5 separate regions of the Mus musculus genome follow, and regions 1, 2, 3 and 5 are each linked to region 4. Evidence: chromatin contacts called from public Hi-C, HiCAR-type, capture Hi-C and promoter capture Hi-C data. All regions are on one chromosome and are shown on one strand. Each heading gives the region's core, a stretch centred on a gene start, on an enhancer-like site or on the middle of the called end of the contact. The rest is flanking DNA. Distances are from core to core; before and after follow the strand shown.

The links. Promoter capture Hi-C pulls out the DNA fragments that hold promoters and counts their contacts. Hi-C and Micro-C count contacts between places; a contact is called where the count stands out from the background. HiCAR-type assays count read pairs that join an accessible place to other places. Capture Hi-C pulls out chosen DNA fragments and counts their contacts.
Region 1: a contact with region 4 is called in a promoter capture Hi-C map of hippocampal neurons, with 2.0 times the contacts expected there. The contact joins the enhancer-like site here to the promoter of Syn2 in region 4. A contact is called at or near these places in 7 of 39 promoter capture datasets (the C10 cell line, embryonic stem cells, hippocampal neurons and 3 more), 1 of 115 datasets of contacts at active chromatin or transcription factors (astrocytes) and 1 of 9 other capture datasets (embryonic stem cells).
Region 2: a HiCAR-type map of astrocytes shows a contact between it and region 4, with 3 times the contacts expected there. The contact joins the promoter of Mkrn2 here to the promoter of Syn2 in region 4. A contact is called at or near these places in 5 of 39 promoter capture datasets (the 3T3-L1 cell line, frontonasal cranial neural crest, hippocampal neurons and 1 more), 1 of 115 datasets of contacts at active chromatin or transcription factors (astrocytes) and 1 of 9 other capture datasets (macrophages).
Region 3: a contact with region 4 is called in a Hi-C map of cortical neurons, with 2.9 times the contacts expected there. The contact joins the enhancer-like site here to the promoter of Syn2 in region 4. A contact is called at or near these places in 1 of 39 promoter capture datasets (hippocampal neurons) and 3 of 484 Hi-C or Micro-C datasets (the N1E-115 cell line and cortical neurons).
Region 5: a contact with region 4 is called in a capture Hi-C map of macrophages, with 4 times the contacts expected there. The contact joins the promoter of Tsen2 here to the promoter of Syn2 in region 4. A contact is called at or near these places in 10 of 39 promoter capture datasets (the 3T3-L1 cell line, the HPC-7 cell line, HPC-7-derived erythroid cells and 5 more), 12 of 484 Hi-C or Micro-C datasets (the HL-1 cell line, the N1E-115 cell line, brain and 7 more), 8 of 115 datasets of contacts at active chromatin or transcription factors (SST interneurons, astrocytes, double positive thymocytes and 5 more) and 3 of 9 other capture datasets (embryonic stem cells, liver and macrophages).

Annotation. Positions count from the first base shown.
Region 1 is chr6:115,497,250-115,501,349 of GRCm38.p6, reverse strand. No RefSeq gene overlaps it. Among named protein-coding and RNA genes, the nearest start is that of Gm36301, 20 kb to the left of the region's middle. Within about 2 kb of position 1,574, at least 38 of the 459 cell types and tissues checked have an H3K27ac peak or open chromatin away from gene starts, as enhancers often do. A contact at or near this core is called in astrocytes and hippocampal neurons, where this site is marked.
Region 2 is chr6:115,599,640-115,604,015 of GRCm38.p6, reverse strand. Mkrn2 (makorin, ring finger protein, 2) reads right to left here and starts at 2,078. Exons shown (of 8, transcript NM_023290.3): 1 at 2,003-2,078. The coding sequence starts at 2,028.
Region 3 is chr6:114,717,790-114,721,960 of GRCm38.p6, reverse strand. The region is part of intron 16 of Atg7 (autophagy related 7); the gene reads right to left. Among named protein-coding and RNA genes, the nearest start is that of Gm52917, 15 kb to the left of the region's middle. Within about 2 kb of position 2,695, at least 35 of the 459 cell types and tissues checked have an H3K27ac peak or open chromatin away from gene starts, as enhancers often do. A contact at or near this core is called in the N1E-115 cell line, cortical neurons and hippocampal neurons, where this site is marked.
Region 4 is chr6:115,132,511-115,136,500 of GRCm38.p6, reverse strand. Syn2 (synapsin II) reads right to left here and starts at 1,599. Exons shown (of 13, transcript NM_001111015.1): 1 at 1,041-1,599. The coding sequence starts at 1,420. It overlaps Gm17733 (predicted gene, 17733), which reads left to right and starts at 1,666. Exons shown (of 2, transcript NR_132436.1): 1 at 1,666-1,886.
Region 5 is chr6:115,542,775-115,546,874 of GRCm38.p6, reverse strand. It overlaps Tsen2 (tRNA splicing endonuclease subunit 2), which reads right to left and starts at 2,184. Exons shown (of 12, transcript NM_199033.2): 1 at 2,147-2,184. Gm36355 (a long non-coding RNA gene) reads left to right here and starts at 2,228. Exons shown (of 7, transcript XR_869382.3): 1 at 2,228-2,533; 2 at 2,634-2,758.

The sequences.
Region 1 (4,100 bases), core at 325-2,824, 360 kb before region 4:
TGCCCAAGGTCATCCGGCCTCACCCACCCTGCCTCCAGCCCTCTGGCTTCCTCTGCTTGCCAGGCTGTCCTGTGGCTGCCAGCTTCTGTGTTTATCTCCATGAAAGTGAGTTCCTTGGTGGCCTGAGTCACACCAGCCTTATCTCTGTGTCCCTAGAGGCTGAGGAGAGCTGGGGACAGGCAAGGCCAGTGAATATTTACTGACACTGGGCTCTCCTTTTTCCTTGTCCTGCTTCTGCTGACCTCAGGTCACCCCCACCCCCCACCCCCCACCTTCCTCTCCCCAAGCTCTGCTCTTTAATGGTAGCTGTGCTTGGCTAGAAGAGACTCTCACCCGTGTGACATTCAGCAACTCAAGTCTTTTCTTTAAAGGCCGATAGGGCTCGTGTTTCTTAGAGTGGGGTGCACAGCCCTGTCCTAGGGGCATATGAAGCCATAAGAGGAAGGGAACACCCCATTTTGGGAAGAGCTTTTCTTTTTGGAAGTCCTTGGACTCAAGTGAGACATATTTGGCTTTCAAAGGACAATTTAAGTGTGATTTTGAAACTTAAAAACAACAACAACAACAAAATAAAAAAAATGATAGTCAACTCTTAGTATCCATGGTTTCCACATAAGTGAACTCAAACAATTTTGCATATAATATTAGGGAAAATTGTGTCTGTATTAAGCGTGGGCAGACTTGGGTCATTGTTTCCCAAACCGATGTGGCACCTGTTTACACAGCACCTTTGCTGGGTTGAGTATTTTAACTCAGACATAGTTTTGAACTTACAGAAGGGTGTACGGTGGTCCTATGCAGATACTGTGCTGTCTTACACATCTGTCCCCCGCATCCGTGGCTTTCGGGGCTGGAGCCCAGGCCTGTGTGTTGGTTTTCTTCCTGGCATGTCCTACACATTCATTGCCACCTGTCTCCCTGGGCGGTGCCTCCGCAGACTGTTTCCTTTCTGACCTTCTCCGGGCCCTGCTTCTGGCTTTAGCATCTCTCTGCCCAGAAGCCCCTGCAAGGCTGAAGCGTCTTGGAGGTCTGCGGTCCTCCCTCACCTCCCAGCACTCCTTGATCCCCGTCCTCTGCTGGCTTCTCTGAGCCCTGCCTTCACTCTGCATGTGACCTCTGCGTTAGGGGCTCCTCTGCCTTAGATACCCTTGCCGTGTGCTCCTGGCTGTGTCCTGACCCCAAAACACTGCCTTGCTAAGCTTGAGCCAGGACTCAGGAGGTGGAAGGCAGTTGAGGAGCAAAGACTGCGCGTGGTGTTTGAGAGAATAGTCACCCTCATCAGGCAACAGAGCAAGGAGAAAACCTTGGCTAGCATCTTGTCAGTAGGAGGCAGCTCCTTAAAAAAAAATAGTCCCCCTTCATCAGCAGCTGTCCCACCCCGGGAGCCCTGGGAGGCCTGGCCATAGTGCAGCTTTTCCAAGGCATGTTGCCCACCACTGTGGCAGCAGCGGCAGCGTCGTCGATAACACGGGCTCCTTGGAGGCATAACGTGGGCTCCTCAGAGGCCTGCCTGGAGCTGGCCCATCTGGCAGGCAGGGTGGCCAGGGACCCCAGGCCGAGCTGCCAGCAACTGACTCAGCACAACGCCCTTCTCTAAGCAGTTTGGCTTCGGGTGGGAACCAACCAGCCATCCGGTGTCCCCTCCCCTGCCCTTGGAGGCAGCCAACTCACTCAGGTTGGAGCGGCCCCAGGCCCTTAATGAGCGCAGGCTGCAGCCTGGCCCAGGCCTGGGTGGCTCTGAGTTGAGAACACATGCTCAGGCAGCGAAGGACGTGGGCCTCTGATGGACAGCCAGAGTTCTGTCCTCTGGCCTGCCTCCCTGGGAGGCCTGAAATTTTGGGATGTCAAGGCCAGAAGACAGAACAACTTTTTAGATGTGCAGATAGAGAAACTGAGGCACAGAGAGGAATCAGCTTGCTTGCGACTGCAGCAGGTACACAACCTTGCCAGCATTCAAATGTAATTGATTCCTGCCCCCCTCCCCCACCCCCTCGCACCCCACCCCTAAACCTGCATGCTTTCATTTTCTCAAGTAGCACAACTAAGAAAGACACCTGAATTGTGTAGGCCCCCACCTTTCTTTCTTAAACCTTTAGGCTAGCTCTCTGGATTCACCGGGTGTCAAACTCTCTCGTCTGCTAGCAGCAGTGATAAGGTTTTTGTCCTGGTTCCTTTATTTGATCTTCCAGGAGACATGCAATCTAGGTACCGCTGGTATAGCTGGGAGCAGAGGCCCAGCCTTGCCGCGTGATAAATGAATGGATTTCTCCGGGTCAGATACCAGGTCCCCAGAAAGAACTTGTCCACGGCCTCAGACCGTGGCAGGTTTGTCAGGCAGACCATGGTGCCTCTCATCCGTATTCCATGGTTTGTAGTACTGTGGAAAGCAGGCCCGGGGATCCACATTCCTACTCTTGCAGGAAGCCACTTCTGTTGTCCCTGAGACCAAGCCCTTGGCTCTAAGCAGATCCCAGAAATGACATTCTCCTGGGAACATTTGCCCTGGAACATATTTACAAAACTCCAGAGGGATGCACATATCCCAACCCACTCCCTACAGAGTCAAGTGAGCAATTTTCTTATTCATTATAACCCCTTTGGAAATTCAAACTATGTAATATTTATCTAAAATTAGGAGCAGAAGTCGCCAGAGAAAACCCCGGTGCTTTTTGGAGAGAGCATTCCCTCAGCCTTGGGCTTTGAGTTTGGTCTAAATCAGAACGCAGTGCAATTGTTTTTCAAATATTCCCCCCTCCTAATACTTGTGGATTGGGGACAAACTCTATATATATATATATAACGTATTTTCCTCAATTACATTTCCAATGCTATCCCAAAAGTCCCCCATACCCTCCCCCCCCCCACTCCCCTACCCACCCATTCCCACTTTTTGGCCCTGGCGTTCCCCTGTACTGGGGCATATAAAGTTTGTGTGTCCAATGGGCCTCTCTTTCCAGTGATGGCTTACTAGGCCATCTTTTGATACATATGCAGCTAGAGTCAAGAGCTCCAGGGTACTGGTTAGTTCATAATGTTGTTGCACCTACAGGGTTGCATATCTCTTTAGCTCCTTGGTTACTTTCTCTAGCTCCTCCATTGGGGGCCCTGTGATCCATTCAAGTGGACTGTGAGCATCCACTTATGTGTTTGCTAGGCCCCGGCCTAGTCTCACAAGAGACAGCTATATCAGAGTCCTTTCAGCAAATGTTTGCTAGTGTATGCAATGGTGTCATCGTTTGGAGGCCAATTATGGGATGGATCCCTGGATATGGCAGTCTCTAGATGGTCCATCCTTTTGTCTCAGCTCCAAACTTTGTCTCTGTAACTCCTTCCATGGGTGATTGTTTCCAATTCTAAGAAGGGGCAAAGTGTCCACACTTTGGTCTTCGTTCTTCTTCAGTTTCATGTGTTTTACAAATTGTCTCTTATATCTCGGGTATACTAAGTTTCTGGGCTAATATCCACTTATCAGTGAGTACATATCATTTGAGTTCTTTTGTGATTGTGTTACCTCACTCAGGATGATGCCCTCCAGGTCCAACCGTTTGCCTAGGAATCTCATAAATTCATTCTTTTTAATAGCTGAGTAGTACTCCATTGTGTAAATGTACCACATTTTTTTTATCCATTCCTCTGTTGAGGGGCATCTGGGTTCTTTCCAGCTTCTGGCTATTATAAATAAGGCTGCTATGAACATAGTGGAGCATGTGTCCTTCTTACCGGTTGGGGCATCTTCTGGATATATGCCCAGGAGAGGTATTGCTGGATCCTCCGGTAGTACTATGTCCAATTTTCTGAGGAACCGCCAGACTGATCTCCAGAGTGGATGTACAAGCTTTCAATCCCACCAACGATGAAGGAGTGTTCCTCTTTCTCCACATCCTCGCCAGCATCTGCTGTCACCTGAATTTTTGATCTTGGCCATTCTGACTGGTGTGAGATGGAATCTCAGGGTTGTTTTGATTTACATTTCTCTGATGATTAAGGATGCTGAGCATTTTTTCAGGTGCTTCTCAGCCATTTGGTATTCCTCAGGTGAGAATTCTTTGTTTAGCTCTGAGCCCCATTTTTTAATGGGGTTATTTGATTTTGACAAACTC
Region 2 (4,376 bases), core at 829-3,328, 470 kb before region 4:
GAATCAAAATGGCCGGGCTTAAGCATTACATGAAGGTTTTGTAGACACGTGTCTTAGGAAAGCCTTTAAGTGGTAGAACTAAAAAGCATCTAGGAGTCGGGCAGTGGTGGTGCACGCCTTTAATCCCAGCACTCGGGAGGCAGAGGCAGGCGGATTTCTGAGTTCGAGGCCAGCCTGGTCTACAGAGTGAGTTCCAGGACAGCCAGGGCTATACAGAGAAACCCTGTCTCAAAAACAAAAACAAAAAACAAAACAAAAAAACAAAACCATCTAGGTGTGGTGGCAATTAATTCTTGCATGGGAAGGAGAGGTAGGCAGATCTGAGTTCAAGGCCAGCCTGATACATATAGAGAGTTTCAGGATATACACAGAGAGACTCTGTCTCAAACAACAAAACTGTAAACAAGCAGAGTTTTAGAGGTTATTTTCTAAGTAGCTTGAGTCTGCTTTAAAGGCCACTGTGGTAGGAACACGTCCTCCTGCAGACGGAAGGGAGTAAGTACCCATTCACTCATCCTCAACAGAGACGTTCTAGTAGCGATGACCTGCAAGCACTGTTACAGGACTGCCGAAAAGTTCCCATTGCTGTGATAAATCACCAGGACCTAAAGCGACTTTGGGAGGAGAGCTTAGACTTGTAGGTATCTTCTACTTAAGTGTCTTACTCCATCACTATGGGAGGCCAGTGCAGGACTCCAGGCAGGAGCTAATGCAGAAGCAAGGAGAGTGCTGTTGACTGGCTTGACCCTCTTGGCTTGCTCAGCCTTTCTTACTGCACCCAGGACCACTAGCCCAGAGGTGGCACCACCCACAGTGAGCTGGGTCCTCCCACATCAGTTATCAACCAAGAGGTTCCCTCTTCCCAAATGATGATGTCTCATGTCAACTTTGTCAAGTTAACACAAAACTAGCATATGCATACACACAGACACACACAGACATACACAAACTGCAGTTTTCTGATTACTACTTAACATAAACCACCTGGGACCTTGGTACATGGTTCAACCCTTAATATCTTAAGTCGAACAGAACTCTTCATAAAGGTATTAGTTCTAGGAGTCTGCACTAATGAGAAATAACAAGGTCATTAAATGCTTACCACATATCCAAACTACATCTCAATTTCTTAATTTACTGAAACCAACTAAAGTCTGTATAAGCCGAGGCTCCTTTAATCCAAAAAGCTTGGGCTCAGGAGAGTCTTTAATTTTTTTTGTACTTTACAGTATTTTCATGTACATAAGGTCTTGGGGATAGTACAAGAGTCTAAACACAGAATTCATCATTTCACATATGCTTATACACATACCCTGAAAAAGTTCTCTGTGTAGCCTTTGCTGTCCTGGACTCCCTCTATAGACCAGGCTGGCTTCAACTAACTGAGATCCACCTGCCTCTGCCTCCCAGTGCTGGGATTAAAGGCGTGCGCCACCACCGCCCGCCTTCTATTTAGGTATCTTAAGAGTATTGGATTTTGGAGCCTTTTGAAATTTGGGTTTCCACAGTCGGGATTCTCACAAGCCTTACTTCCCAAGCTGCACCTCCTGAGCATGCAAACTCACAGGACTAGACCCCAATGACAGCCACAAGCTCGTCACCAAGTTAGTACGTTGCTACTCAACCCAACTATTTTTGTTTCAAAATAGTAGTCACGGAATAGTTTTCTGCTTTCCACTTCGTCTAACAAGCCGCCTTTCTGTTCCTAAATGGGTGTCGCTTTACCTCTGGTGGCCTCGGTTTCCTGCATCTCGAAATGGGACTCTTCGGAGGCTCAGTGGTGATGCTGGATAAGAAATGCGACCTGCCCGTGTTTCCCCGCAATCGCCCTCGCTCACTCTCTGCAAGTCGCGGTTGCAGCAGCTCTTGCCGCTCTAGCCTCTATGCGGCCTTCCTGCGCGTTATCCGCGCTGTCCGCCCCCCGCCACCGCCCGCCTCGGCCCCTCGCCTCCCTCCCTGGCTGCCCCGCAGCGCCCAAGGCCCAGAGGGGCCGCGCACTCACCTGCAGGTGACCTGCTTGGTGCTCATGGCGGCGGGGCCACGGGCTGGAGTCGCACTGAAACCTCAGAGCCGCCAGCGCCGTGGCCCAGCCCGGCCCCGCCCCGCCCTTCCCCGCCCCGCCCCGCCCCCCGCGGAGTCGCGTCACTCCTGCGCGCGCCACCCTCGTTCGTGCGCTACTTCTAAGGTGCCGCCCGGAAACCTAACCACCATCACAATGGGTTCCGCCAGGGCCTGGAGCCGGAAGGTCCCTACTCCTTAGTAGTCCGGATCCCAACTTTCTGAGGCTAAGGGTCTGAGCATGTCTAGTATACTGAATTTACCAATCATCTGCGAGGCCCTTACTTCTAGGGTTCGGCCCCCATCTCTCAAGGCAGTCTTTTAAGATGATGATGATGATGATTGATGATGTTAATGATGATAAAAGTAATTTTACTATTTATCTTTATTTTATGATATGAGTGTTTTTGCCTGCATGTGTGGCTGTACACCAAGTGGAATGCAGTGCTGGTGCAAGCCAGAAGAGGGAGTTAGATCACCTGAAACTGGAGTTGCAGACGATTGTGAGTTACCATGTCGGTGCTGGGAACTGAACCCTGGTCCCCAACTAAACAGCCAGTGCTCCTAACCACTGAGCCATCCTCTAGTAAGAATTTTTATTTATTTATTTATTTTTGGATAATTTCATACATGTGTACAATGTATTTGATTATATCCACACCAAATATCCTCTCCCCGTACTGATCTTTTTGTGTACATACATACATACATACATACATGCATACATACATACATACGTACATAACTCAAGGCAGGAATCTGGAGGCAGACACTGAAGCAGTATGTACATATATATAATTTGGATTTTTGCAAACTACAGTTGTGTTATCAGCTTTGAAAAAGTGTCTCCTGGTTTATTGTGTTGAGTTGGCATTGTATAGAAATGAACAGCAGGGGGCTGGAGAGATGGCTCAACGGTTAAGAGCACTGACTGCTCTTCTGAAGATCCTGAGTTCAAATCCCAGCAACCACATGGTGGCTCACAACCAGCCGAAATGAGATCATGAGATCTGGTGCCCTCTTCTGGTGTGTCTGAAAACAGCAACAGTGTACTTACATATAATAAATAAATTTAAAAAAGAAGAAGAAGAAAAAATGAACAGCATAGTACTCTGGAAACATTATGGGTATTCTTTTCATTTTATAGAGGTGGTACACTGTAAAAACAGGTAAGGACTTCTGAATGCTCAGCTCTAAATAGAACATGTGTGCCAATACCCTGACCTTGCTAGCAAGGCTCTGAGAATATCATGGAAGGGGGAGAAAGAATGTAAAAGCTGGAGGGTTGGGAGAGTGCCATGGAATGCTGTCTCCCGACATGACATAGCTTTAGACTTAGGAACACTCAGTAGCTGTGGCTACCTACAAAAGATCTGCAGAAGACTGTGCCCACGGCCAATTGTGGTAGTGCATGCCTGTGATGGTTTGTATGTGCTTGCCCAGAGAATGGCACTATTTGAAGGTGTGGCCCTGTTAGAGTAGGTGTGTTAGTGTGAGTGTGGGCATTAAGATCCTCATCCTAGCTGCCTGGAAGTGAGTCTCCCACTAGCAGCCTTAAGACAAAGATGCAGAGCCGGGCGTGGTGGCTCACGCCTTTAATCCCAGCACTCAGGAGGCAGAGGCAGGTGGATTTCTGAGTTCGAGGCTAGCCTGGTCTACAAAGTGAGTTCCAGGACAGCCAGGGCTATACAGAGAAACCCTGTCTCAAAAAAAAAAAAAAAAAAAAAGACAAAGATGTAGAACTCTCAGCTCTACCTGCACCATGCCTGCCTGGATGCTGCCATGTTCCTGCCTTGATGATAATGGACTGAACTTCTGAACCTGTAAGCCAGCCCCAATTAAATGTTGTCCTTTATAAAACTTGTATTGGTCATGGTGTCTATTCACAGCAGTAAAACCCTGTGCTAGGCCTGACCATGCTTTTGTTTGGAAGAATATAGATTTGGGGACTTTGGATTTGGAAAGCAGTGGAATGCTTTAAAAAGGGATTAGTGGGTTATCCTAGCAGGAATACGGAAGACTTTGTTACTGAGAGTGATTTGAATTGTGCTGACCTGGCCCAAGAGGTTTCAGGGGAGAATTTCAGTTTGTGGGCTAGAGACTGTTTTTGTGGTATTTTTGGTGAAGAATATGCTCTTGTCTGAAGAGTCTGCCTGAGGCTAAAGTGAAGAGACACAGATTGATTGCATTGACAAAGGAAGCCTCAGAAAAGCCCATCATAGACTTTGTTTTCTGGTTAAGCCTCATGAAGAGCATTTTAAACAAGTGCAGCCAGCTGATAATGGAAAAATATAAAAATATATGGTTTGAGTATTAAA
Region 3 (4,171 bases), core at 1,446-3,945, 420 kb after region 4:
CAAAGGCCAACAGCAACACAGGTGTACCCCAGGAGTCAAGCCATCTCAAACCAGTCCCATGGCTAATCTTTATTCATGGCATGAAGAGTCTAAAATCCTTCTTTTGCAAGTGCAAATTCAGTCATGCCACAGATGTTTGTTTATTTTTGACAAAAGGACTCACTCTGTAGCTCAGGCTTGCCTTATACTACAGTCACCCTTCTCCCAATACTGGGATAAGAAGGGTGAGCCCTCATACCCAGCTACCTGCTGGAAAACACCTTCTCCAGCACATGTCATCAGTTGGCCACGTATGTGAGAGCTCGAAGTTAAGAACAAGCTCTGCAGTATTCCCATACAGCAGGGCTATAGACCATGAAAAACTGAGAGTCTACAAATGATGTCTTACGTGTATGGTCAACTCCTATCCCTCAGCCTGACAGGAATGCATAAAATGAATGGAGCAGAGGCTGCTGCCAACAGTTCAGCACTATCCTTAGCTATCCTTCACAGAGGCCAGGCATCATCTCACAGTCCAAGAAAGTAAACATCTACCCCAGATTAGAATCCTTCCCACATTTTCTAGGAAAGAACACCACTATTCCACCTTATGGGCCAAATATTTAAATTAAAAAGGTCTGTAAAGTGTCAAAGATTCTGTTCTAGGCCCTTTTATGTGTTTCAAGACTTATTTTATTTAAAGTGTGTGGTATGTGTGCTCATGTGTGCAGTGCCCACTGAGAGAGGTGCTAGGATCCTGGGGGCTGACAGTTGTGAGATTTCGGACTTGGATACTGGGAACTAAATGTGGGTCCTCTGCAACAGTAATGTGTGCTCTTAACCACTAGGCTATCTTTACAGTCCCCACTCTCCCCTTTCAGAGGTGAAAGCACTAAGGAGAGGCACTGTGAAAGCTGCCCATACAAAAATCTGATGTGTAGCTGCTGCGGGCTGAGGTTGGACTATAGAGGACATCAGCACAAAGGAACAGCTGGGGGGACAGAAACACCAAGTCTCCTCTGTGGAGGTGAGTAGCAGTGCAGGTTTTTGCCAACACTTATTAAAGTCGACTTATTTCAACTGTAAATTATGCCTCAGAAATGCTAATTTAGAAACAGTTTATATATTTGGTAGTTTCAACAAGATCAGAATGAAAAGTTCCTGCACGTCCTATACCCGCAAATAATCATCAGCTTAAGTGTCCAGTTTAGCTGAAAACTAACAGTTTTCCTTTAATCATTTCTGGTTCTTGATGCTAATCCCAGGGCCTTGTGATTGCTACATTCTAGCACAGAGCTATGTGCCCTCCTGCCCAGAAGAAAAGATACGCCTGAAATATGTTTCCTTGCTGCTACTGCATTTGGAGGGCCCTGGACGAGAGCTACCTAAGCTTCCTTGGCTCCTGCCCTGTAAGTCACTGTCAGAGCCTATACAGGCAAAGCAGGCAGGGTGAGATCTCTGTTGCAAAGCACAAGTCCTGGGCTATCCCTGAGCTTGGCCATCAGTGCTCTGAAGACAAGAGATGCTGCCCTGGGTGTGAGGTGAGAGGCAGCAGCAGGATGCACAGGCCATGAGCTCAGGGCTGTTAACAGGGGGGCTGGGGGGTGGGGGTGGGGTTGACAGTCCTGTGACTGTCTTGCATTGTGGCCAGACTTCATCAGGTATACAAGGCCCTCCAGAAAATGCACCTAGCAACAGAGGTTAGTTCACCAAATGGGTCTGGTTCCATGCCACCTGAGGAATGTGACCATCTCTGGAAGGAATGCCACCACAAAGTCTTTCTTTCTAGGGTGGTGCATCTCCAATGACCATGGTTCTGGAGGTTTCCAGTGGTGGCCCTGAGCTGTGCTGGTAAAGGTATAGTCTGGAAGGGCTCAGAGGTGACTGATGGCAGGGCAGGGATGGGAATCCCTGGATTGGGTTGTAATTTTAGCTAAAATGCCTCCAGTTTTACGAGGGTTCTTCATACGTCTAGTCTGCTCTCCATGCAGGGGCCAAGGCTTCCCGTTGTCATGCCCGGTAGGGATGCAGACATCCACATGCACGTGTCAGGTCGTCTGCACGCACTGGTCCTGTGGCAGCTTGGCTGGGTGTCACTGCATCCAATGACCTTCCACACTTTCCAGATTAGATAAGCAAGACTCAGAAATGACCCAGCCTTACAAGCACCAAAGAGAAAAGCCAGCAATCTCAGCTCTGGTTTATTTTGGCTCGAAAGCCTGGTGGAAAAGCACAGAGGACAAAGGGGGAGTGGGAGGGAAGGAGGGAGAGAGGGTGAGAGGGAGAAAAGGAGGAACTCAAACACTGTCAAACAAAAAATAAATAAATGCAGAAGGTGAATTCAATTATCTTCAGTGAATTTTACCCAGTTGGACACAAAAGAAATACATCAGGAAAGGAGGGGACACTGTCCTGGCCATGTTTCCACCTGTGCTCAATGTAACTAACTTTGGTGCCAAGCCCACCTTGCCTCAATGGGAAGCTGAGATCCACCGCTCAGGAACAGCCACCCCAACGTGCCTGAGGCCTCCTCTGGAGCCCCACTGCTTGGGTGTTGCAGCAGCTCCCTACAGGTTTGGCAAGGCTGCTAGAGCTTGGAGTTTGCATGTGTAAAAATGTGCCTGGAACTCCAGATCGATCTTGGATGCTGAAAAGAGTCTTAACCACATTCTGGGCCAAAATGGAGTTTAGCAGCAGCGAGCCCCAGGCACACTATGGAGGTCTTTGTTTTAGATAACAGCTTCCGTTCCCATCACTGGCTGCCTCTCATTATTGAACCAGAGCCACAGAGGGACCAAAGAGCTAAACTGGAAGCTAGCCAGCAGCATCATCAGAAAATATTGCAGGATGCAGCTAACTCTCAAGATGTAGTGTGGGCATTGTTTCCTGAGTTTGACGACTCTTCCTAATTTCCTGTTTAGAGGGTAGACAAACGTCCACTTTAATAAAAGTGGAAAGAGGTAGAAAGCCAGCATGGGCAAGTGTCTCATGTGCTCAGAATTCTGCTAGTGCCCTAATGAACACAATCTATCTGTGACTCTTGGGCCTACTATTAGGTTGTCCTCATTTATAGGCAGAAAACAGGTTCAGAGGAGATGAGACACTTGCCGAGGAGCAGGTGAACAGCAGGAGAAGGCGGTCAGATCATATACCTGGGGCCCTCCTAGCTTTGAGGTTCTTCCCTCTGGATAGAGATCCTACCGTGTCCTCATGGCCTGGGTTTGTCTATTACCTTAGACTGTACCAAGGGCAAGCCTTCCTTGATGTCTCTGATCCCTGTGTGCTCTGCAGCATCTGTGCTCAGGAAGCATCTGCTTGGCTGGTCGTATGGAGAGGATGGACACTATAACCAGGTCACAAAGGACAGTGGCCAACATAGGGCAACTGTGGACCAACCCATTTTCCTGCCACCATCTAGCTGAGGGCCACCGAACCTGTGGGGAGGGAGAAGAAGGAAGCTCTTTCCTAGGCTACACCTCAGGCAATGCCCTCCTGCTGGACCTCCTCTAGGCAGACAGGGCACAAGAGTTGAGTATCTTTACCAGCCCCCCTCAGGGGGAGAAAGATGGCTCAGTGGTTAAGAGCACATGCTTTCTTCCTGAGGACCTCCCTGAGTTTGATTCCCAGCACCCACATCAAGCTGCCTACAACTGTCTGTAACCCCAGCTCCAGGGCCATCGGATACTCTGACCTCTGTTGGCCCTTGTATTCAGGGGCATACACCACACACAGTCACTCACACAAATATGCATCATTAAAATAATAAAAATAAATCTTAAAAGGAAAAATAGAAGGCTGAAAACTGGGGAGAGGGTGTCAGAGCCTGAGCAGACAGGTAATGAACAGTGGCTAGAGCTTTGGGCTCCCTGTCTACTTCACCTCATGCAGAAGACTCCCAGGTCAGCCTCTCCTGGTGGCCTGCCCTAGTTTTGTTTTTCTGCAAAGAGTAAAAAGAGAATTCAAGAGCCTCAGAGAACCACGAGCTTACAAGTGCAGACCTAGGAGAAGGGTGCATGTACACACACACACACACACACACACACACACACACACACACAGCCCTAGGAACAGGACATGTGCACTCAGGGACTTTTCCTTACCAGTATTTCAGAGTTAGGAGTACATTCCTCAAAGGCAAAGATGCTAGCTGCTTAGTCCACAAGTTAGAACTGGGCCTGGGTGTCTGGACACC
Region 4 (3,990 bases), core at 350-2,849:
CATTCTTGAAGTTTCCCCTTTACTGCATTAAGGCCAATCATTTTATTTGTGCCCTTTAACAATATGTAATGTTTTTACTTAGGTCTTCATCATCCAGCTGAAAAAGCCACCATCGTTTACACACAAACACAGGAGCACGCATGCTCGCATGCACGCACGCACGCGCACACACACACACACACACACACACACACACACACGCACACACACACACGGAGGGAGGGAAGGAGGGAGGGAGGGAGGGAGGGAGGGAGGGAGAGAAGGGAAGAGAGAGAACAAAATTTTTAAAACATATATCCCCTCCCTGTTGCATATATATAATAATCTCATTATTTTTAAACAGATGTCAATCACACTCTGAGACACCTGTGATCTAACCCACCTTGATATCAATACAGGTACAGGTTTAAAACAAAACAAACAAACAATAACAACAACAAAAACACCTATCCAACTTAAATACTAATATCCACTCCCAACTCATTCCAAACCTTGCAGACTAGAATCTTTTTTGGTGTCCTTTATTTTGATGGCCATCTGGGTCCATTTTCACCTTAGCTTGTATGCGTCTAAACTGTTAAGCCTGCCCCCCCCCCACCATAAGTATTTGTGTTTTGTTTTTGTTTTTTATTAGTTCTTTGAGGATGTTGTACAACCTGTTTTGATCATCTTCACCCTCCCTCCCCCAGCTCTTTCCAGATCCATCCCTCCTTCTCTTCCTTCCCAACTTTGTGGTGTCCCCACCACCACTGTCACAGCCAATATGTGCTGCCCAAATATTCTTGGCTGTGTGGCCTTCCTTTAGAGCGTGGTCGACTTATCACTATTTTTAAGCTCCATTGGTGCTTAATGAAGTAGCTTGCTCTGCCACCGGCCTGGAGGCCACCGAGTCCTTTACCTTAGGACCCATGTCTCTGGGAGGTCAACGCCTGCCCTCGCCCCTCCCACACACAGACACCTGCTCGTCCCCGGTGCTCTCCCGGGTGACCTCGAGGGTCCATCTTCACACCCTGCCCCCGGCGGACCCCGCAGGGGCCTACCAGTCGGTGTGCGGCTCGTCGACCACCAGCAGCACCTTGGCCTTCCTGGAAGCGGCCGAAGGTGCGGGCGCGTCCACCAGGCCGGCGGAGGCGGCCGTCTGCTTCACCGCTTGCGACAGCGAGCTGAAGAAGCTGCTGCCCACCGACGGCGTCGGCGCGGGCTGCGGCGCCGGCTGCGGCGCGGGTGCCTGGGCGGGTGGCGGCCTGCGCTCGGGACCGGGCGAGGCAGCTGAGGTGGCCGCCGACGCCGTAGCGGCACCGGGGCCAGGGGCAGGAGGGGGCTGCTGCGGCTCCGGGCGCTGAAGGTCAGTCATGTAGCCATTGGGCAGGTTGGCGATGAAGCTGCTGTCCGACAGCCGGCGCCTCAGGAAGTTCATCATCTGGCTTGAGGGGCTGAGGGCGCTCGAGGCGGCGGGCCAAGCGGCGCGGGGAGGACGGCGCGGGGACACCGAAGGTGGTCCGCGTCTCCGGGAGCCCAGCAGACAGCCGCGGCGCTCTGGGTCTGGGGAGCGAGCCTGTTAGCGAGGGAGCAGTGGGCGGTGCCGAGGGCGTGACTACTTCTGTCTCCGCCCCTCTCCGCAGAGCCTGCTCCGCCCCCGCCTACTCGCGCGTCCCCCGCCTTTTCAGGCTCTGGCGCAAAGAGAAGGGAGAGTGTCCCCTCCCGCCACCTGAGCGTGACTGTGTGGGAACCAGGAGCTCTCGCAGTGTGGAGGGAAGGAAAGCCGAGAGTCTCCCACCATCATCACCTTCGTGGTTTCAAGAGGAGAGTCGTGTCCCAGTTCCAGACGAAGACACCATCCTAATACCATCTAGTTAGAAGAGAGGTGTCAGCTTCCCTACCCTGAGGTGAGAGAAAAGAGCTACACCTGCCCCTCCACCCGCTCTGGCGTGTGTGTGCGCGCGCACACACACCCAGGACCACCATTCAGTGAGCAAAGCGAAGCATTTCCTTTCCTGAAGCTCAGGAAAATGATGCCAAAGTCCCCAACTTTCAGATGAGAAGGAATGGACTAATCTGTTGCTGCTAATGCGCACCTTGTATGCTGAGACCTGAATGAATGAATGGATGGATGGATGGATGAATGAATGAATGAATGAATGAATGAATAAAAGCTGCCTACCCGTGCTGAATGGGAAAAACCTCTCCCTGACCCAAAAGGTGGGAGTCCAGACCACAATGAAGTAGAGGGCTACCTCACCCTCCTTGAGGAAGAAGGAACCTAAGCAGACCCTCTCCACACTGCCCTGGAGGACATTAGGAGGCAATTTCTGTGCCCCACTTAATAGTGCACAATTCTCTCCCTGACCAGAGAGAGAGAGAGCACGCGCGCGCGCAAGAGAGCCCGAGAAGACTGAAAATGTCTTTTCAGGATCCCTCAGACAGATAGCCAAGGCTACCCCCTCAATTTGCTTCCCTGACATACATTGTTCCCCAGTGTTGTAGGGCGACCTAGTCCCCTAACTGACCATCTCCATGAAGGTTTATCTGACTACCAACTTCTCTGTGCACTCTCTAAATTTTGTGTGCTCTTTGAACCTTTGTTTTGATCTGTCTTCAGGTATATTAGTCCCCTACATTTGTATCTGGACAAAATGTAGCAGATGTACTTGACAGGCAGACCACCTGGAGTGATGCACGACTTTGGGCAAATTACTCCCTTGAACCTTTTTCTTCCACAGCTAATAAAAACAGATAGCACTTTTCAAAGCTGCTGGAGTAAATGAGAACATGTAGGTAAAGCGTCTGGTACGCAGTAGATAAGCCAGTAGTGGGGCCTAAGTCCTTATTCTTATTTCTCAGTAGTATTAGCTAGTCTGAATGGAATCAGTGAGGGTCTTGACACTAATGTTAGCAGGGTGTTCCTGTTTTGTATATCCCAGTTGGTTCTCAGGTCTAAGCCAATAGCATCAGAGAGGCCTGCAGCCAATTGTGAAAATAACCAATAAAATTAGAAAGCAACCCTTGTCTCAGGTAAACTCACAACTAAGAGCTAAGGACTCATAACTAGAGACAACAATTACCCACAATGAGATGTGAGAAATTCTGTAAATCAGTTGGATAAGGTGGTTTAGGAGCAACAAAGGCACAGGATTCATTCACCGCTGAGGCTCAGGAAAGGCTGCTCAGAGGAAGTAATGTTTAAGATGGGTCTTGAGACGTGTGGTAAAAGTTAACAGAACTGGTGAGAAGGCTCTGTAGTTTGGAACACTTGTTACTCCTCCAGAAGAGCCAAGTTTGGTTCCCAACACCCAGGTCAAGTGACCTATGATGACCTGTAACCACAGCTCCAGGGAATATGGCACCCTCATCTGGCCTGCAAGGGCACCCACACACACATGTCAGAACACTTACACAGATACACTATCTTAGTTACTGTTCTGTTGCTGTGAAGAGACACCATGACCAAGACAACTTATCAAAGAAAGCGTCTGATTGGGGGCTTGCTTAGTTTCAGAGGATTAGTCCATTATCATCATGGCTGAAATCATGGCTAGTGGCAGGCAGGTGGACATGGAACTGAGAGAGACAGAGACAGAGACTGGGCTAGCATGGACTTTTGAAACCTCAAAGTCCACTCCCAGTGTCACCTCCTCCAACAAGGCCTTTTAGTCCTTTTCAAACAGTTCCACTAACTGGGGCCTGAGCTTTCAAACATATGGGCCAATGAGAGCCATTCTCATTCAAACTACTACTACTACTACTACTACTACTACTACTACTACTACTACTACTACACCACACACACACACACAAGTAGAAAAAAAAAATCTTTTTTTTTTTTTGAGTATGTACCCATAGAGAAGTAAAGGAAGCATTCAGGCAGAGAAACGGATGCTTGTGAACTCATGGCTCTTCCAGAATGGGCTGTTTCGTGTGCTGACTTTGTCAGATCTCCTGCAGACATTATAATAAAGTATTCTAGTGACTAGGATGTGAGCTTTTCAAATA
Region 5 (4,100 bases), core at 935-3,434, 410 kb before region 4:
ATGTGAAGACCTCTTTATTCTGGGTCTTACTTATTCTGACCCAAGGAGACAAAACCAGTGTGGAATACACACAAAAGTGAGTTGGATGTGACACGGAGCTGGGGCCGGCTACCAGCACCGAGCATTGCTGAGTCACAGCCCATGCAAGTGTGTACATTCCAACTGACAGACGCTTCACCAGGCCGGTGGGGGATTTGAACCTGCAGCTGTCTAGGGTCAGGTCTACACATGACTTAAACTGGGAGCTTACTGAGGAGGTGGGTGTCATGACCATTAAAGAGGAAACGATGTGGCAGGAGCACTGCCTGCTCTTTTAGAGGATTCAGGTTCCACCCTCCGCATCCACAGGGTAGTTCATGCCCATCAGTAACTCCAGTCCCAAGGATCCAATGCCCTCTTTTGGCCTCTGTGGGTACTGCATGCATGATAAGCACAGACAAGACACACAGGCAGGCAAACACCTGCAAAATGACAGTCGTGGTGGCGGTGGTCATAACAGAAACATCAAGCCCTGGCCAAGGTGTTCACGAAACTTCTCATGAAGCCAGGAATGTCAATAAAGACAGAAGGAAAGATGGACCAAGGAAGTTAGAACAATGGACAAGTGCGTGTCAAAGATAACCACGCACGGGGATGGAGAGAGGCTTGGTAGGTACTCATCCAGAAGAAAGACCCAGGTTCAATTCCCAGCATGCACATGGTGGCTTATGCCCACCTGCAACTCTAGCTGCAGGGGATCAGAAAGCCTCTTCTGGCTCCCTGGGGAACAAAGTACTCGAACGTTACATGTCATAAAGCAGATACATACAGCCAGGTACATATGTATAGGGTAGACCAGACCAGGACGGTGGTCTGGAGGACTGGATATAAAGGCTTTTAGTTGCTTCTTTTCCTAGTGCTGGGAATTGAACTCAGGGCCTGGATCATTCAAAGAAAACTCTCTATCAAAGGAGCCACAGTCCCAGCCCAGCCACATTCTTTTTTTTGTTTGTTTGCTTTTTTGTTTTTTCGAGACAGGGTTTTTCTGTGTAGCCCTGGCTGTCCTGGAACTCACTCTGTAGACCAGGCTGGCCTCAAACTCAGAAATCCGCCTGCCTCTGCCTCCCAAGTGCTGGGATTAAAGGCGTGCACCACTATCGCCCGGCTGCCCAGCCACATTCTTATTCCCATTGTACAAGTGAGAAGAATGGCTTGCAGCGTGTGTGTGTGTGTGTGTGTGTGTGTGTGTGTGTGTGTGTGAATGTATCTGCAAAGACTGTTAAGGAGAAACCTGCTCATGCCTGTCACCAGAGCACCACAAAGCATATTTCTGTCCATCAAAAGCAAGGCCTGTCCTTCATTCTTCTCTTAATCTGCTAGCCTAATATTCATTTAAAAATTTCGGTTTTGCTGACACGTGGCCTTGTTATGCAGCTTTGGCTAGCTTTAAACTATGATCTTTCTGCCCCAGCCTCCCATGTACTACAGCTAAAAGCACGAACCATGACACCCAATGGTCAGCCCAACCCCGCTCTATATGCTTCTACCGTCAATCCAAGCACAAAGCATACAGTAAAAGGTGGGTCCATATCACTTTCCAACACTCTTGGATCAGGGGTCAAAGAAGCCTCTCTTATGGCAAACTTACTCATGGTCTCTTAGCATGTATTTTATTTATTTATTTATTTATTTATTTATTTATTTATTTATTATTTTGAGATGAGGCCACACGTAGCCCAGGCTGGCTCCAAACGTGATATGTAGCTGAGGAAACTTAAAACCAGCTTGATGCTCTCGCTTCCATCTCTGGAAGTTGGGATTACAGGCGGGCAGCAGCTTGGTTGGATGCGGTGCTAGGAGTAGACAACAGGCTGCCAACCGAGTCCCATCCTCAGCCCCTCGTGGGCTCCTCATCATTTGCAAACACACTTTCATCTGTGTCCCCCACTGCACAGCTCCTGGGCCGAGGTGCAGGGCTGAGGGCCAAGGCAGACCAGCTTGGGGCTGGGGCAGATGGCATCTGTCAGCGAGAGCGAAGCGCTCCGCAGCCCTCGGGACGCTGTGCCCATGCGCGCTTGAGTGACAGCCACAGCTCCCACCCCGCTCCCGCCTGAAGTCGCTCGCACGCTGGACACAGAACGCGAGAAACAGGACTACTCAGTCTTACCTTTCGCCGCCACGCGCGCCCACCGTTACCCGGCAACCGGGGGGCGGCGCTGCAGCCGTCAAGCAGTGCGGCCGCAAAACCAGTTGCACGCAGCCGCAAAAGGGACTGGCTGTGTCCTAGCACAGCACGCCTGCGCACTGTACCGCTGACGATACATTCCGCCCCATCCCCCGGCTAAGTCTAATGAGGAAGGCTAAGGGGTAATATATCCCGCCTTAATTCTCACAGCAACCCCCAAGGTTTGTTTGTTTGTTTGTTTGTTTTCCTTTTGAGATTACATAGGTCTCACTGTATAGCCTTGGTTTGCCTGGAACTCACTTTGTAGCCCAGATTGGCCTTGAACTCATGGAGGGACACCTGCCTTTGCATTGCCAGTGCTCACTGCCTGTAAGTTCTAACACAAGGTCCATTTTTTAGAGATGAGATATGAAGCAACCTGCCCCAAAAGGCTGCCCTTGACCTCAGTGTGATATGAGATTTTTTTCAGCAGTGAACCCTGAATGCTACCAGGGAAGATGTGCCCACTGGAGCAATAATGGTGCGAAGGTTACAGAGGCAAACCCACATTACTGATTGACTCTGAGGCTGTTCGACGGAGGGAACTCATGCCTGGTATTGTAAACCTGATCTAAAGTCTCAGGAAGTCAAAGGCCCTGAGGAGAAACTGACTAGTATCTTGTTAAATGAAGAGGCCCAGCTACTTCCAATTTTTTTGGTTATACCCACAGCTTAGTGTTACCTTCGCCCCTGGCCAGAGAAGCTCCTCTCTGCAGAGGGCTGTGGTGACTACACAGGCTCAGTACTGGTCAAAATGCTGGCAAGTGACTGCTGAGAGCTCAGCTTTAAATGGGGTATCTATATTAACCCTTGCCTGCCCGAGGCTGAGGAAACATGGAAAAGGAGGGTGATGCAGAAAGGAGGCAAGAGCCAGAGGATGGGAGAGTGCTGTCTTCTGAACATGACAGAGCCCAAGGCATTCACGGACTCACAGCAGACTTGGGTACCTACATAAGGCGTGGTCAAGATCAAGCCTGAAAGATCAGTTAACCTTCTAGCCGGCAGTACTGACTGTATTTGATGGATGACCAAAAAGATAAAGGGCAAAGGGAATGAAGATAGGAAGGGATGAAGGGATGTGTGGGCAAGTAGAGGGATGGGAGGGGAGAGCTGGGGGTGGCTGTAGTCAAGATACACTGTATGAAACTGTTTAAGAATACACAAAAGATAACAACAAAATGTAAAACAAAGAATGCAGACAGGCAGGTAAAGTTTCTGTCAGGTGTGGTGGTGAGTGCCTTTAATCCTAGCATTTGGTAAGAAGCAGCCAGATCTCTATGAATCGAAGACCAGTCTGGTCTACATAGCAAGTTCCAGATCAGCCTAGACTATATAGTGAAATCCGCCTCCCCTTCCTCCCTCCTTCCTTCCCTTCCTCCCTTTCTTCCTCCCCACCCTCCCCTTCCCTAGGTTGGGGTGTGAATTAGTTGTAGAGCAATTGCCTATCATGCAGAGGTCCTGGGGTCCATAAAAACAAAACAAAACAAAACATAAAAATGTTTCTCACATTTCCAACTTTTGCTATCTTGTTTCTTTCATATTCTTCATATCTCAACCTCCTTATTGGACTATTTGAAGATAATTCCTACCCACACATGGTGGTATGTATTTATAGTCACAGTTACTATGGTAGCTGAGAAGCTAGCATCTTTTGAGGCTGGGAGTTCAAGGCTGGGCAGTATACTAAGACCCTTGCTTATCTCTTAAAAGAACATCATGAAGCAGAGCCTTGTTCTCACACGCCTTTAATCCCAGGCAGAGGCAGGCGGATTTCTGAGTTCGAGGCCAGCCTAGTCTACAGAGTGAGTTCCAGAACAGCCAGGGCTACACAGAGAAACCCTGTCTCAAAAGAACAAAAACAGAAACAAAAAAACCAACCAAGCAAGAAAAAAACCAA